5 separate regions of the Mus musculus genome follow, and regions 1, 2, 3 and 5 are each linked to region 4. Evidence: chromatin contacts called from public capture Hi-C and promoter capture Hi-C data. All regions are on one chromosome and are shown on one strand. The core of a region is the stretch at or near the end of the contact, and the rest is flanking DNA. Distances in the headings are between cores, read along the strand shown. Region 1 holds the start of H2ac8 (H2A clustered histone 8). Region 2 holds the start of H2bc9 (H2B clustered histone 9). Region 3 holds the start of H1f2 (H1.2 linker histone, cluster member). Region 4 holds the start of BC005537 (cDNA sequence BC005537). Region 5 holds the start of H1f4 (H1.4 linker histone, cluster member).

What was found. Promoter capture Hi-C pulls out the DNA fragments that hold promoters and counts their contacts. Capture Hi-C pulls out chosen DNA fragments and counts their contacts.
Region 1: a contact with region 4 is called in a capture Hi-C map of macrophages, with 5 times the contacts expected there. The contact joins the promoter of H2ac8 here to the promoter of BC005537 in region 4. A contact is called at or near these places in 5 of 39 promoter capture datasets (the HPC-7 cell line, HPC-7-derived erythroid cells, cranial neural crest and 3 more), 1 of 484 Hi-C or Micro-C datasets (cerebellum), 4 of 115 datasets of contacts at active chromatin or transcription factors (astrocytes, bone marrow-derived dendritic cells, bone marrow-derived macrophages and 1 more) and 2 of 9 other capture datasets (adipose tissue and macrophages).
Region 2: a contact with region 4 is called in a promoter capture Hi-C map of liver, with 4 times the contacts expected there. The contact joins the promoter of H2bc9 here to the promoter of BC005537 in region 4. A contact is called at or near these places in 7 of 39 promoter capture datasets (the 3T3-L1 cell line, the HPC-7 cell line, HPC-7-derived erythroid cells and 4 more), 2 of 484 Hi-C or Micro-C datasets (bone marrow-derived macrophages and cerebellum), 2 of 115 datasets of contacts at active chromatin or transcription factors (astrocytes and bone marrow-derived dendritic cells) and 2 of 9 other capture datasets (adipose tissue and macrophages).
Region 3: a contact with region 4 is called in a promoter capture Hi-C map of liver, with 3 times the contacts expected there. The contact joins the promoter of H1f2 here to the promoter of BC005537 in region 4. A contact is called at or near these places in 9 of 39 promoter capture datasets (the HPC-7 cell line, cranial neural crest, embryonic stem cells and 4 more), 1 of 484 Hi-C or Micro-C datasets (muscle stem cells), 3 of 115 datasets of contacts at active chromatin or transcription factors (bone marrow-derived dendritic cells, embryonic stem cells and stem cell-derived neural progenitor cells) and 3 of 9 other capture datasets (adipose tissue, liver and macrophages).
Region 5: a promoter capture Hi-C map of erythroid cells shows a contact between it and region 4, with 7 times the contacts expected there. The contact joins the promoter of H1f4 here to the promoter of BC005537 in region 4. A contact is called at or near these places in 1 of 39 promoter capture datasets (erythroid cells), 1 of 484 Hi-C or Micro-C datasets (B cells) and 1 of 9 other capture datasets (macrophages).

Annotation. Positions count from the first base shown.
Region 1 is chr13:23,569,786-23,572,485 of GRCm38.p6, forward strand. It overlaps H2ac8 (H2A clustered histone 8), which reads right to left and starts at 1,435. Exons shown (of 1, transcript NM_178187.4): 1 at 878-1,435. The coding sequence starts at 1,323. The coding sequence ends at 931. H2bc8 (H2B clustered histone 8) reads left to right here and starts at 1,615. Exons shown (of 1, transcript NM_178196.4): 1 at 1,615-2,078. The coding sequence starts at 1,648. The coding sequence ends at 2,028.
Region 2 is chr13:23,542,026-23,544,725 of GRCm38.p6, forward strand. H2bc9 (H2B clustered histone 9) reads right to left here and starts at 1,419. Exons shown (of 1, transcript NM_178197.2): 1 at 898-1,419. The coding sequence starts at 1,327. The coding sequence ends at 947. It overlaps H3c7 (H3 clustered histone 7), which reads left to right and starts at 2,027. Exons shown (of 1, transcript NM_013548.4): 1 at 2,027-2,700. The coding sequence starts at 2,460.
Region 3 is chr13:23,737,486-23,740,185 of GRCm38.p6, forward strand. H1f2 (H1.2 linker histone, cluster member) reads left to right here and starts at 1,322. Exons shown (of 1, transcript NM_015786.3): 1 at 1,322-2,046. The coding sequence starts at 1,364. The coding sequence ends at 2,002.
Region 4 is chr13:24,800,405-24,803,104 of GRCm38.p6, forward strand. It overlaps BC005537 (cDNA sequence BC005537), which reads left to right and starts at 1,253. Exons shown (of 5, transcript NM_024473.3): 1 at 1,253-2,700.
Region 5 is chr13:23,621,244-23,623,943 of GRCm38.p6, forward strand. H1f4 (H1.4 linker histone, cluster member) reads right to left here and starts at 1,315. Exons shown (of 1, transcript NM_015787.4): 1 at 534-1,315. The coding sequence starts at 1,254. The coding sequence ends at 595.

The DNA of each region.
Region 1 (2,700 bases), core at 185-2,684, 1.2 Mb before region 4:
TCAAATCACATCAGCAGATAACTCTACACCGGGAGATGTGAGACTTTTCAAGTCTGTGAGAACACCAACTGCATGTGGCAAAATACACCCTTTAACATAAGTTAAAAAAAAATAACTTGAAATATGCACATTAATGCAAGCAATGAGTATTAAGTAGTAGTTGAACAGTACTTTGCCATCTCAGACTTCATTTTTTAGTACTTCTACTTTTTAAGTTCCAGTCTTTGAACTGCTCAACTTTCACAAATAATGAAATAGAATTAATCAAGATTGAATAATTAAAACAAATCAAGTTCACTTTAGTTTTAATGAATACTGGCTTTGAGTCTTTTTTTTTTTTTTTTCTGAAGCCAAAAGCCCTTTAGCCTGCATTGGCTGGGCATAGTGGTCAAGCCTTTAATCCTACCAAAAGGAAGGTAGAGGCAGGATCTCTGTGAGATTGAAGCCAGTTTGAACAACTTAATGAGTTCCAAGACAGCCGGAGCTACTAGTTAAGACGCTGCCTAGAAAATAAAACCCAAAATCAAAAGCAACCCTCCATGTCATTAGCAGGGCTTTACCTACCCTATTGTGTCAGAACGTTATGTGCACAGTAACATGTGCAGAACATTTTAACCATGTTGCCAAATAATTACAATTCTGTTGTTTCATGGAAATTGATACTCTTGGCATAAAAGTAACTTCACGGTCATTTTGCTCATATGCACACATGTCCTAGTGGGCAATCTTATGAATCTGAAAAAAATTGACCCATTTATTGGAGAAGCTGGGGGACAATTGACAGGTTGAATTTTCTTATGCCATTGAATACAAATCGGAAATTTTAGTCCTAAATCCACTTAAGGCTTATAGTATTTCAGCACTTTACTGAATTAAGTGAATGGCTCTGAAAAGAGCCTTTGTTTTTTTTACGAGATTAGAAGAAAGATCTTATTTCCCCTTGGCCTTGTGGTGGCTCTCGGTCTTCTTGGGCAGCAGCACGGCCTGGATGTTGGGCAGGACGCCGCCCTGCGCGATGGTCACGCGGCCCAGCAGCTTGTTGAGCTCCTCGTCGTTGCGGATGGCCAGCTGCAGGTGGCGCGGGATGATGCGCGTCTTCTTGTTGTCGCGGGCCGCGTTGCCCGCCAGCTCCAGGATCTCGGCCGTCAGGTACTCCAGCACGGCCGCCAGGTACACCGGGGCGCCGGCGCCCACGCGCTCCGAGTAGTTGCCTTTGCGGAGCAGCCGGTGCACGCGGCCCACGGGAAACTGCAGGCCGGCCCGGGAGGAGCGGGTCTTGGCCTTGGCGCGAGCCTTGCCACCCTGTTTGCCACGTCCAGACATTGACGCAAGAAGGTAGGAAATTATAATTGCAAAGAATTACAACGAAGCGGTACTAAAAGGCCAGACGAGAAGCTACTTATACTCGTACATGGAAGTGGAAAAGCTGATGTGTGATTGGTTAAAACTATCTTTCCTCTGCAGCCAATAAGGAAAGAGGTACAATACAATCTAATTTGGGTAATGGTGTCACTAACTGGCCTTCAAATCAGAGTTGACTACTTTTGAGTCCCTTATTTGCATAGAACCTCTATAAAATGGCAAGAACGAAGCTTCTCCCACATCTCATTTCCTGTTTTATCTTTCTCTTTGTTGCTTGTTTCTACCATGCCCGAGCCTGCGAAGTCCGCTCCTGCCCCGAAGAAGGGCTCCAAGAAGGCCGTGACCAAGGCCCAGAAGAAGGACGGCAAGAAGCGCAAGCGCAGCCGCAAGGAGAGCTACTCGGTGTACGTGTACAAGGTGCTGAAGCAAGTGCACCCCGACACCGGCATCTCCTCCAAGGCCATGGGCATCATGAACTCGTTCGTGAACGACATCTTCGAGCGCATCGCGGGCGAGGCGTCCCGCCTGGCGCATTACAACAAGCGCTCGACCATCACGTCCCGGGAGATCCAGACGGCCGTGCGCCTGCTGCTGCCCGGGGAGCTGGCCAAGCACGCCGTGTCGGAGGGCACCAAGGCTGTCACTAAGTACACCAGCTCCAAGTGAGTTCATTTAACTCACACTCCTAACCCAAAGGCTCTTTTCAGAGCCACCCATACTGTCACTTTAAGTGCTTTGTAATGCTTGGCTTTTGTATTATAACGCTGGGAAATGACACAATATTAGCTAAGTGTATGTTAGTGTGAAGAATATGTTTGCCTCAGTGTAACCAACGCGCTGCCAGATACACTATCAATTTGTAAACTACACAGTAACTACCTTTTGAGAGCTGATTGATGGCTTCAGTCCTTAGATTTTCTTCTCCAGAGTGCATAAGAAGTGGAATGAAATTTTCAAGTTTTCTCTTCATTATTTCAACTATTCCCTTTCAGATGTGATTACATTGTACGAAGGGAGTGCTAGGATAGGTTTTTATGGCATTGTTTTTTTATGACCAATGAGGTAACCAACAGAGGCTAACATTGATGCCAGTGTAATTCTAAACTGCCAGCATCACTCTCCCATTAAAACACTAAAGAAAAGTGTAATTCTAGTATTAACATCAGTAAATTTTGAACCTGTGAGAATACATTATAAAACTGCATTTTAAATTTTAATAAGTCTCAATGAAGGTTATGCTTTGATCTAAGCCAAGTGAGGATCCAAAGTTGCTTTCAGATGTTCTAAGCTGCTCTCTCCTTGATGCTTCCTTTAGTTTCAAGGCAATTGATTGCAGTT
Region 2 (2,700 bases), core at 169-2,668, 1.3 Mb before region 4:
TTTCTAAAGTATTCCATCCATATGTATAGACATACGCACACAAATAATTTGAATCCAAGTTACACGTACATAGCTTTTAAAAAGTGATTCTAAAATATGGTTTAACTCCTGATCTCCTGATTATTTTTGAGTTTTACCCACCTAATCCCTAAACAAAATCATACCCAGGCTATTTGGAGTTTCAGTTTTAAACATTCCACTTAAAATATTCAGAAATACAGGTTAGTGGCTGTTTTAGTCAGGGTTTCTATTCCTGCACAAACATCATGACCAAGAAGCAAGTTGGGGAGGAAACCGCTTATCCAGCTTACAATTCCACATTGCTGTTCATCACCAAGGAAGTCAGGATTGGAACTCAAGCAGGTCAGAAAGCAGGAGCTGATGCAGAGGCCACGGAGGGATGTTCTTACTGGCTTGCTTCTCCTGGCTTGCTCAGCCTGCTCTCTTATAGAACTAAGACTACCAGCCCAGAGATGGTCCCACCCACAAGGGGCCTTTCCTCCTTGATTACTAATTGAGAAAATGCCTTACAGTTGGATCTCATGGAGGCATTTCCTCAACTGAAGCTCCTTTCTCTGTGGTAACTCCAGCTGTGTCAAGTTGAGACAAAACTAGCCAGTACAGTGGCAAACCATGCAGATTTACTTCCCTGAACTGGAAAACTGAAACATTTGGGTATTTGGCCTTTTGAAACTCAAGGACTGGACCTAGATAGGTATGACAGGGTTCTTAGAACTTCTAAGAAAAAGCATATTTAAGTGGACCAGACAGAACTGATGGGCAATGTCTATCTTTTGATTTACTAAACCATAAGTGTTTGTACACAATCCTGCAGATGAAGTCAGTTATTTTCCCGGTAGTCACTAAGTCAGCATTAAAGCTCCAATTTTGAAGTCTTGAGTGGCTCTGAAAAGAGCCTTTGGGTTAAGAGCTGAGTCTTGAGCACTCACTTGGAGCTGGTGTACTTGGTGACAGCCTTGGTGCCCTCCGACACGGCGTGCTTGGCCAGCTCCCCGGGCAGCAGCAGGCGCACGGCCGTCTGGATCTCCCGGGACGTGATGGTCGAGCGCTTGTTGTAATGCGCCAGGCGGGACGCCTCGCCCGCGATGCGCTCGAAGATGTCGTTCACGAACGAGTTCATGATGCCCATGGCTTTGGAGGAGATGCCGGTGTCGGGGTGCACTTGCTTCAGCACCTTGTACACGTACACCGAGTAGCTCTCCTTGCGGCTGCGCTTGCGCTTCTTGCCGTCCTTCTTCTGGGCCTTGGTCAGGGCCTTCTTGGAGCCCTTCTTCGGGGCAGGAGCGGACTTGGCGGGCTCAGGCATAGTGAACAGAGAATGAAGGTAGGCCAAGAAAAGAGATATTGAACTGTTCCGTTCCTTTCCTGCTCTTTAAATAAAGCGGTGGCTGTCCTTGTCAGAGAGTCTGCAAACGTCAAGCACTAACTGTCCAATCAAAGGAAGCATATTCGCTCAGTGGTTAGTTGCGTAAGTATCACGGAGAAGCGGACCGAACTTTACAGGGCTCTATTCAAATGAAGACTCGTTTCTTTCTTCTGATTGGCCAAGTTTAGCCAATAGACTCTATGAAAACTAGACGAAATAGTTTTTAGGAAAAAGTTGGTTTGATACTGTACTAAAGTCAAAGCCATTTTTCTTTTAAAAGTTATTTTGTTAGTAGTATCAATAAAAATCTCTCCCTAGATACAAAATTCATATATAAATTCTAGCTACATGTAAAGTTGGTTTCCTGTTTTGAAATTGTCTATGAAGAAAGATTAAGAATGGGAGACATCACATACTATTCACCTAGAGCTTCCAGAAATAATTATTGTACAGTCCGGCTAAAGTAGGCATGCTTTTCATTTGGCCCAAGAACCCTTAGAGGTACTGCCACGCTACAACAGTTGTGCAATTTCAATGAATCCTGTACATAGTTACTAGAAAACATGCTAGTGTTTTTCTGAAGATAATTAGGGTTACTCATGCTAAGACATTTGTAAAAGTCATTAAAAGATGTACAAAGTTGGGTGTGCCTGTTCGGTTTTATTTTGGTCCGGATAGTAAACTGCTCCCTTACATCTCCTTAAATATAAAGTAAGGAAAAAGAAAAAACTCAGTTCGGGTAACCAAGTTCAACAAGTAATCCTTGGGGCCGCTGTGGTATCGCCAAAATCTACATAGTATCTCTTATTAAAATGTTTTGACGAAAATGTAACAATTACGGTACTTAATGGTAACAATGTGGCTGAGGAAGCAATAGTTAACAAAGAGGAGTAAGCCAGGTAATAAACCAGATTTCTATTGGTCACAAATTTGAAGTTGAGACCTGTTATCCAATTACCAAGTACTTCCGCATACATCATAGGCATTTGAAGATTTCAACCAATCAGGAGCATGTTCCTTCTATAAAAGGAACCCAGAACCTAACCTCTGCATTTCCTATTTCTTTGTAGAAATGGCTCGTACTAAGCAGACCGCTCGCAAGTCCACTGGCGGCAAGGCCCCGCGCAAGCAGCTGGCCACCAAGGCCGCCCGCAAGAGCGCCCCGGCCACCGGCGGCGTGAAGAAACCTCACCGCTACCGTCCCGGCACCGTGGCGCTGCGCGAGATCCGGCGCTACCAGAAGTCGACCGAGCTGCTGATCCGCAAGCTGCCGTTCCAGCGCCTGGTGCGCGAGATCGCGCAGGACTTCAAGA
Region 3 (2,700 bases), core at 72-2,571, 1.1 Mb before region 4:
AATTAGGGGAACTTCCTTTGCCCCATGTATTAATTATACTAGCAGAGAGTTTATCTTGTATTTTCTCTAACAACAAAACCATGTTGTAGTTATTGAAATATGAAGCTGAAAACCTTAAGCTAACAAAGCAAAGTTGACTAGAATGCAGATTGCCATATTCCGAGGAACTGAGAAGAGATGACATACAGCTGTCCACTATAGATGACATGATAATTTGTACTTATCTTGTCTCTTATCTTATTGGTAAAATTGGTTACATTTTCTATTTCAAATATTTAGCTTGTTCAAATCTATGCCAAAGGTAACCTTTGGAAAGCCAGTAAGTTTACTGACATCTGCATCTCATAGTCTCCAAGTCTAGAAGGTCCTCCTGTACTAAGACAAACTATTTTCTAGATTAGAATTCCCGTGCACTGAAACTTATATCTGTATTGCTGCCAAATAAGCAACTAAATCCTCATCACTTTAAAAACAGATCTTTCAAAGACTCTAATTTGGCATTTGGGGGAGAGGAGGGCTCATATAGACTTTTAGGGTTCCTTTCCCTTCTTATTATCTTTATTCTTCAGAGCTAGACCCCTACCTTGCAAAACTCAGAGGGGAACCAGGAGCTTTAAAAATATAGCCCAAGGTCTCCCTTTATAGAAGTCAATGGGGTGCCCCGCCCCCACCAATGTAAAGCATTTTAAAGTCAGTGTCTTTAAATCAGATATTTAAGTCCTAACCCCCCCCACCACATTATACACCCCCAAGGCCTATGAACCCCCTCTCAATTTACCCCAAGTGTTTTATACTGGAAATCCCAGTCCTAGTCCATAGTTGTGGTGGGTCTGTAATCAGAAGTCACTAAGGACTTGTGTTACTTCCCTTGCGAAGAAACAGAATAATTGTGAAAATTTAGGCGGAAATCGTTTCATTTTTGTCCCTAAATTAAGGGAAGGATGTGCTCTATAATCCCTGAGAAAAAGAACTTTCAAGGGCAAAGGAGCGACCAGGTAATTTAGAAGAAAAACAGAAAGTGGTCTCTATCTACCCCGGACTTCCTTTGGAGTTGGGGGAATTAGGGACTCCTAGGCGCGTTGTCTTTAGGGATGAGGAAAAAATAAACATATATCCTGAAGCCTGAGACTTCTCGGATCCTTTACCGACCAAACTCGAGAGATTTGGTGCAAGATATTTTAATATTTTCTCCTTTTTGTGAAGTGTAACAAACACAAGTTGGGCGCAGCGCGGCTGCTCAGAGCTTGCCAGGCAGGCCGCTGGAGCACCAATCAGCGCGCGCCTGCGCTCTATATATACAGCGCCGGGCCCGCGCTACTCTATCGGCGTACTGCCACTAGTTCCTGACTTCCAGAGACTCATCATGTCTGAGGCTGCTCCTGCTGCCCCCGCTGCCGCGCCCCCTGCGGAGAAGGCGCCTGCCAAAAAGAAGGCCGCCAAGAAGCCCGCCGGGGTGCGCCGTAAGGCGTCCGGACCCCCGGTGTCCGAGCTCATCACCAAGGCTGTGGCCGCCTCCAAGGAGCGCAGCGGCGTGTCCCTGGCTGCGCTCAAGAAGGCGCTGGCGGCCGCGGGGTACGATGTGGAGAAGAACAACAGCCGCATCAAGCTCGGCCTGAAGAGCCTGGTGAGCAAGGGCATCCTGGTGCAAACCAAGGGCACCGGTGCCTCCGGCTCCTTCAAACTCAACAAGAAGGCGGCTTCTGGCGAGGCCAAACCCCAGGCTAAGAAGGCAGGCGCGGCCAAGGCGAAGAAGCCCGCGGGAGCAGCCAAGAAGCCTAAGAAGGCGACTGGTGCTGCCACACCCAAAAAGGCGGCCAAGAAGACCCCGAAGAAGGCGAAGAAGCCCGCGGCGGCGGCTGTGACCAAGAAAGTGGCCAAGAGCCCAAAGAAGGCGAAGGTCACCAAGCCCAAGAAGGTCAAGAGCGCGTCTAAAGCCGTAAAGCCAAAGGCTGCCAAGCCCAAGGTTGCCAAGGCCAAGAAGGTTGCAGCCAAGAAAAAGTAGGCTGCCTCCCCTAACAATCCAAAAGGCTCTTTTCAGAGCCACCACTCCCACTTAAGAGCTGTGACATTTGTGTGATTAATGAAGCAAGGTTGCAAGGGACTCGATCCCGGCAGCACTCGCTCCCCCGGTGGGATGGGTGGGGTTGCGTGTCCCACCTAGACTTGTTTGTGCTGGGCTGCTCAGGAAGTGCTATGGGCTGGAACACCCTCCCACGGCTGTCAGCAGCAGAAAGCAACCCTCGGCGCTAGTTCGTATTGGACTGCAAGGTGATTTGAAAGTTCCGCCCTGCTTGTGGGTTGGCTCACTCCGGCCCAGGACTCTAGTTCTTCGTTTGATTGGGCGCCATCCCGAAGTTTGAGCTTCCTGCCTGGAGAAACGCATCCGGGGCTTGTAGGTGGCTTCTATGCTCAGCCTCTTGTGGGGGTTAGCCTGGAAGTTTGGGAGAAGGTGGGGTGCTGGCGCCAACGAACTGCCTTCCTTAATATTAAAGACATGGGGTAGCTGCCGGAACGACTAGCCTGCACAGTTAAGTTGGACTCGGGACTGAGACGATTGCTTCTCGTACTTTCGGTTTGTTTGCCACAGCGATGGAGTTGTGGGTTGAACTGCGTCACAACCTTTTGTCAGCCATTTTTTTTTCAAGTTTTTTACCATTACCAATTACACTTGCTTTGCCTTATTTTGATCAGCATAGTTGT
Region 4 (2,700 bases), core at 3-2,502:
CCCATTTTTCCGCCCACTTCCCCGGCTTTGGCTTTTGAGCATCTCTGGAGCAGTGATTCTCAACCTCCCCATTGCTAAGATCCTTCAGTACTGTTCCTCATATTGTGCTGACTCCCAACCGTAAATTTCTGTTGCTACTTCTTAACTGTAATGTTGCTGCTGTTATGAATGTTAATGTTTTCCGATGGTCTTAGGCAACCTCTATAAAAGGATCATTGGATTCTCCCGTATGGGGTGCGACCCACAGGTTGAGAACCGCTGCTTTAACAGGACCCCCACCCTACCCCACCCCCTAAGTCCAACTACCGCTCCCCAGCATAGCCCAGGGTGGAGCTACTCTCTCCGCTTCGTCATGGAGGGCGTAGGGGGCGTGCTCTTATGACGTAAAAGGACGGGGCGGGGGAGACCTGGACAGCCTGACGGAGGGACAGAGGGGCGGAGGGAGTGGCGGGAGACCCTTGCCACGCCTTAGGACTTTCCATATTGATAAATAGGGGAAATGTGTGTTCTCAAACACCCCTAGGAAAAGAAGTATCTTACTGAAAGCCTAATTTCAAAGCTACTCACTATTTATACCGACTTTTATATGTCACACATTACTAGCTTTTCGGTTTTTCTGTCTCCATAACTGTGAAAACCTTCACGCTTCTTTTCCCGCCTCCCCCTTCAGTTTTTGCCACAGATGGTAGCGTCCGGGGCGCGCGCAGGCGTAGAGCGCTCGGGGCGGTGCCGCGGAGGGGCGGGTGACGCAGCAGCCGTCGCTGCCATTTTAAGTTGTTTGTTCTTGTTTCTTTTCCTCAAACGCGACTCAGCCCCGGACCCGGGAGGTTCCAGCGGCAGCCGCTGCTTCTGAAGCCACTCCGGTGCGGGGGGTGGGGGAACCGAGGCTGTGGCCCCGCGGACGCTCGACCTCCTCCTCCGTTGCGGCTCTCTCCCCCCATCCGTCGGGGCTCTCTCTTGGACTATCTTCCTGAACCGGACTGTTGGGCGAAGCAGGCCTCGGGAGCCGACGCTCGAACCGAGACAACTTTGCCGGGCTCACTCCGCGGACAGGCCGTAGCGCAGGGCTCCCCTCCTTCCCTCTTCCCTCCCGCGCGCTTTCCTCTTCCTCGCCGTCTCCCCCCTCCCCCTACCAACCCCGCGCCGCGTCCTTCCCTCCGTCGCCGCCCGGGGCGCCGAGCCCGACTATGGGGCCCAGGTGGGGGCTGAGTGGCGGCAGCAGCGCGCGTGGCCCGGCCACAGAGCGCAGCGCAGCGGGCATGGAGGGGCTCCGTCGGCCCGTCGTGTTCTCTTGACATGGCTCCCGCCCGCGCCACGAGCAGCGCCCCCGCCGCCGCCGCCGCCTCCTCCTCCGCAGCCGCCGCTCCGCCCGCAGGCTGCGGCTAGACGGCCCACCGACGGTCGGCCTGCGAGTCCCGCTCTCCTCTCCGCGGGGACCCCGCCCTGCCGCCTAGATCCCGGCCTCTCTGTCCCCTTGGGAAACCACCCAGCCGCCCCCACTCGGGAAACATGGGCTGTTGAACGGGAAAAGCGAATCTAGAACCCGGGAACTTCATTCCTTGCTTTTTTTTGGGGTGGGAGGGTGGGCTTCCTTTTAAGAAGTAATTATTATTAACACGATTATTCTCTTCTTTTCCCCTCCTCCCAACTGATCCTTCCTACTTAACTCTCTTCCCGCCTCCTCTACCCGGGCGGGAATTGTTTCCACATTGAAATGAGTGAGAACCCGAGTGATCCAGTGTCTCCCGTGGTGCGAGTGAGTCGCTGCCGCTGAAGGCCAGGGGTTGTGGGTGGGACCTGGGGGTCGAAGGCAGGTGATCCCCGGGCCCGGCCTGGGACGTGGGAGAACCCGCCACCTTAGCCTCAGCCATGCTCACACGAAGATAATCGAACTCCCTACCATCCCGAACTTGAACGGGGTCAAATTTATACGGAGGGCTCCCCGGGGAATGTAGAACCCACCGCAGGGCTAAGGGTGCTTGGATCCCGGGCATTAATCAGGGCTAATCACAGAGCCGGAATAACTATTAATACCGTTTAATAGACCCCCCTTTCCCTCTGCCATCATGGTTCTCCTTGGCAGCAGCGTTCGCAGCCGCCTGAGGGTGAAAACGTGGGTGATGGGGAAGTTGGTAATGACTCCGCTGTTTTTTCTCATGACTCCTTTGGGCAACAGCTGTCCACCCCCGGTATACACTGTAGTTGATTGCAGGGAAACCCTGTACCTCTCCCCTTCTTTCTCTGCTGATTTTGCACTTTTCTCTTTGCTCACCACCAAGTGTAATCAATAGCAAAGCACTGACAGTTCATAGCAGTAGTGAAATCTGAAATAACTAAGAATTAATCAGGTACTACAGCCATGGATCTGGCTGGGTAAAATCCAACTGGGGATTTCAGTTTCATTCACCTACCCTGTTTTGGTGGTTTTCAGTTTTTGGGTTTTTTGTTTTGGGGGGGGTATTTTTTTTTTCCCTGTATTTGGGAAGCAACATCACAATTTTCCCTCCCTTTTCTCAATTTCTTAATCCCTTTTCTGAAAAGGGACTATGCGAATGGGTTTCAAGGATTGGACCGGTGTCAGCTGTGTTTTACTGCGCACCTAAATCCTGATGATCGGTTTTTCATTTTCCCCTCAATGGCTTTTATTTTGGCAGTTTAGCCACATGTGTTTTCCAGAAAGTTAGTTCCAAGTTTTTTTCT
Region 5 (2,700 bases), core at 65-2,564, 1.2 Mb before region 4:
CATTGGCTGTCTTGTCACTTCGCTTTCACCAATCGGGACGTACGAATTAAACTGCACAAATCTGCTATAGCTAACCTATTTAAGCACGATCGCTATCAAACATGGGGGAACACAGAAAAAAAAGTACTCTAGTTGGGTTTGTATGCTTGATTTCAGCAGTCAGAACTGAGATGAGATGCGGGTGGGGTTGTCAGGACATCGATCCTGCTCTTTACGCACTGAATCGCTCAATGCTTAAGATTCTATCTCTAAATCATTCTGCTATCTCCCTTAAAAGTTATCGACGTGGCAGCCGGGAGTAAACTACTTCATTCCCATGGTCTCTAAGGGTCACTTGTGGGATATGAACTTACCCACCACCACCACACATACAGGAGATTATGTACAGACCTTCAGATAGCTAAGCTAGAGTTAACACCATTGCGCACACCCACATATCCCCAGCCTCCTCTGCTAAGCTCAGCCCACTAAGGTTTGTTCCCACCCTAACCACACCCCCTGTGAATGTGCAACAGCTCTTTTACTGAGAGTTGTGGGTGGCTCTGAAAAGAGCCTTTGGGTTGTTGGGCTTCTAAGCAGTTGGCCAAAGAAAATTTACTTTTTCTTGGCTGCGGTTTTCTTTGGCTTAGCTGCCTTAGGCTTGGAGGTTTTTGGTTTGGCCGCTTTAGGCTTTACCGTTTTCGCCTTGGCAGGGCTCTTGGGCGCCTTCTTAGCCTTAGTTGCCTTTGCCTTCTTCGGGCTCTTAGCTTTTTTGGCTCCTGCAGCTGCAGCTGGCTTCTTCGCTTTCTTTGGAGTCTTCTTGGTGCTCTTCTTGGCGGTGGCTGTCCCCGCAGCCTTCTTGGGCTTCTTGGCTGCGCCCGCAGGCTTCTTCGCCTTGGCCGCGCCTGCCCTTTTTGCTTTGGGCTTAGCCTCACCGGAAGCCGCCTTCTTGTTGAGTTTGAAGGAGCCGGAGGCGCCGGTGCCCTTGGTCTGCACCAGGGTACCCTTGCTCACCAGGCTCTTCAGGCCGAGCTTGATGCGGCTGTTGTTCTTCTCCACATCGTACCCCGCGGCCGCCAGCGCCTTCTTGAGCGCAGCCAGGGACACGCCGCTGCGCTCCTTGGAGGCGGCCACAGCCTTGGTGATGAGTTCGGACACCGGGGGTCCGGAGGTTTTGCGCTTCGCGCCACCTGCGGCCTTGCGGGCCTTCTTCTTGACGGGTGTCTTCTCGGCGGGGGCCGGTGCGGCGGGCGCAGCAGGCGCGGTCTCGGACATGGCGAAGCGTGTGAGGAGAGAGAACTCGAGCCGGAAGCAGAGGGACTGGCCAGGACTCGGGCCGCGGCGCTGCGCCCGCCCGTTTATATAGGGCGGAGCTGCGCCGTGATTGGTGCGCTGTCCAGCCCGCCTCGCTGGCAGCCGCGGAGTGTCCTCTCAGATGCGGAGTTGTGTTTGTTACACCTCAAAAAAAGCCAAAAATGTCAAAATTCCCTACATCGAATTGCCCGATTTTTAAAAAATAATGTTCCCCGAAGTCTCGGGCTTCATGCACATCTCAAAAAGTGAGCAAAGCATTAAGCCTTCTGCCAAAAACTTGCAATATTTCCTGCGGTGTTCAGCAAATTTCAACTCAGAGAAACAAAACTTTCTATTTTCTTCGTAAATTATAAACTGATCTTGGACTGTACAGTTTTCTGACCCATCAAAGACGATTCTCCAAGTGGTTAGCTTCTTGTGTAGCCCAAAACCTTGCCTTTGGCATTATGATTTTTATTACAAATCTGCACTTAAGTGAAGGAAGTAACACAGGCTCCTCCGAGAGTCCTGCCTATTGAGCAGAGGGCATTTGAGTTCATCAAACTGGTTTAGTTCAATGCTTAACAGATTATTTACCATTTTGAGTTAAATTCTTCTCTCATAGGCCATGAGTCTATATATCTATGGTTTTATTTCTGCCGCTTCTCCTAAGTTTTAAAATAATTTCTTAGTATAATTCTTTTCTTTCTGTTCCCATGGGTTGGGGGCGGGGCTGTTGCTTTTCTATTTCTCTGGACAAACTACTCCTTTGGGTTGAGGTACCTCAAATTCAGAGTACTGGGGTCGGGGGAGAGTACAAAACATACTTATGGTGCAGACATAAAAATGACTAATTTCCAAGAAACATATAAATGCTGTTTTCAACGTCTTTGGAAATGAAGGTGGGATTTACTTTGAGGAATTTCTCTTGGGTCTTGCATAGTTCTTCTGACATGTTTTAGGACTAAATTGTAATGTGGTATATTAAAACTAGATAACTGAGCCATTGATCAAGAGAAACACACATGAGAAATATAGCTCAGAACATCTCTACTGCCTTCGTTACAGAATCCTAGCCCCGTTACTGAACAGCTGTTCTCCATATATGGCTACTCCTTATGGAAACATGGGAATAATGTTTCGTGGATCTCCTCAGGGTAAATGAGGGGTTAAGATTTAATCTTAGAATCATATTTGAGAAGACATTCAAACAGATTCAAAGACATGCCTTGAAGGTGTTAAATGGGTTGTTTTATTTATGTAGCTGTTCAACCAAGGTAACGACTAGGAGATCAATGATAATCCAGTGTCAGTAATTATTTCTGGGATGTTTGGTTGGAATTATATTCAGAAATTACAAGACTCCCACTACAGAGACAAGATACATTGTTATATTATAAAATAGTATATTATACAATAGTATAAGAT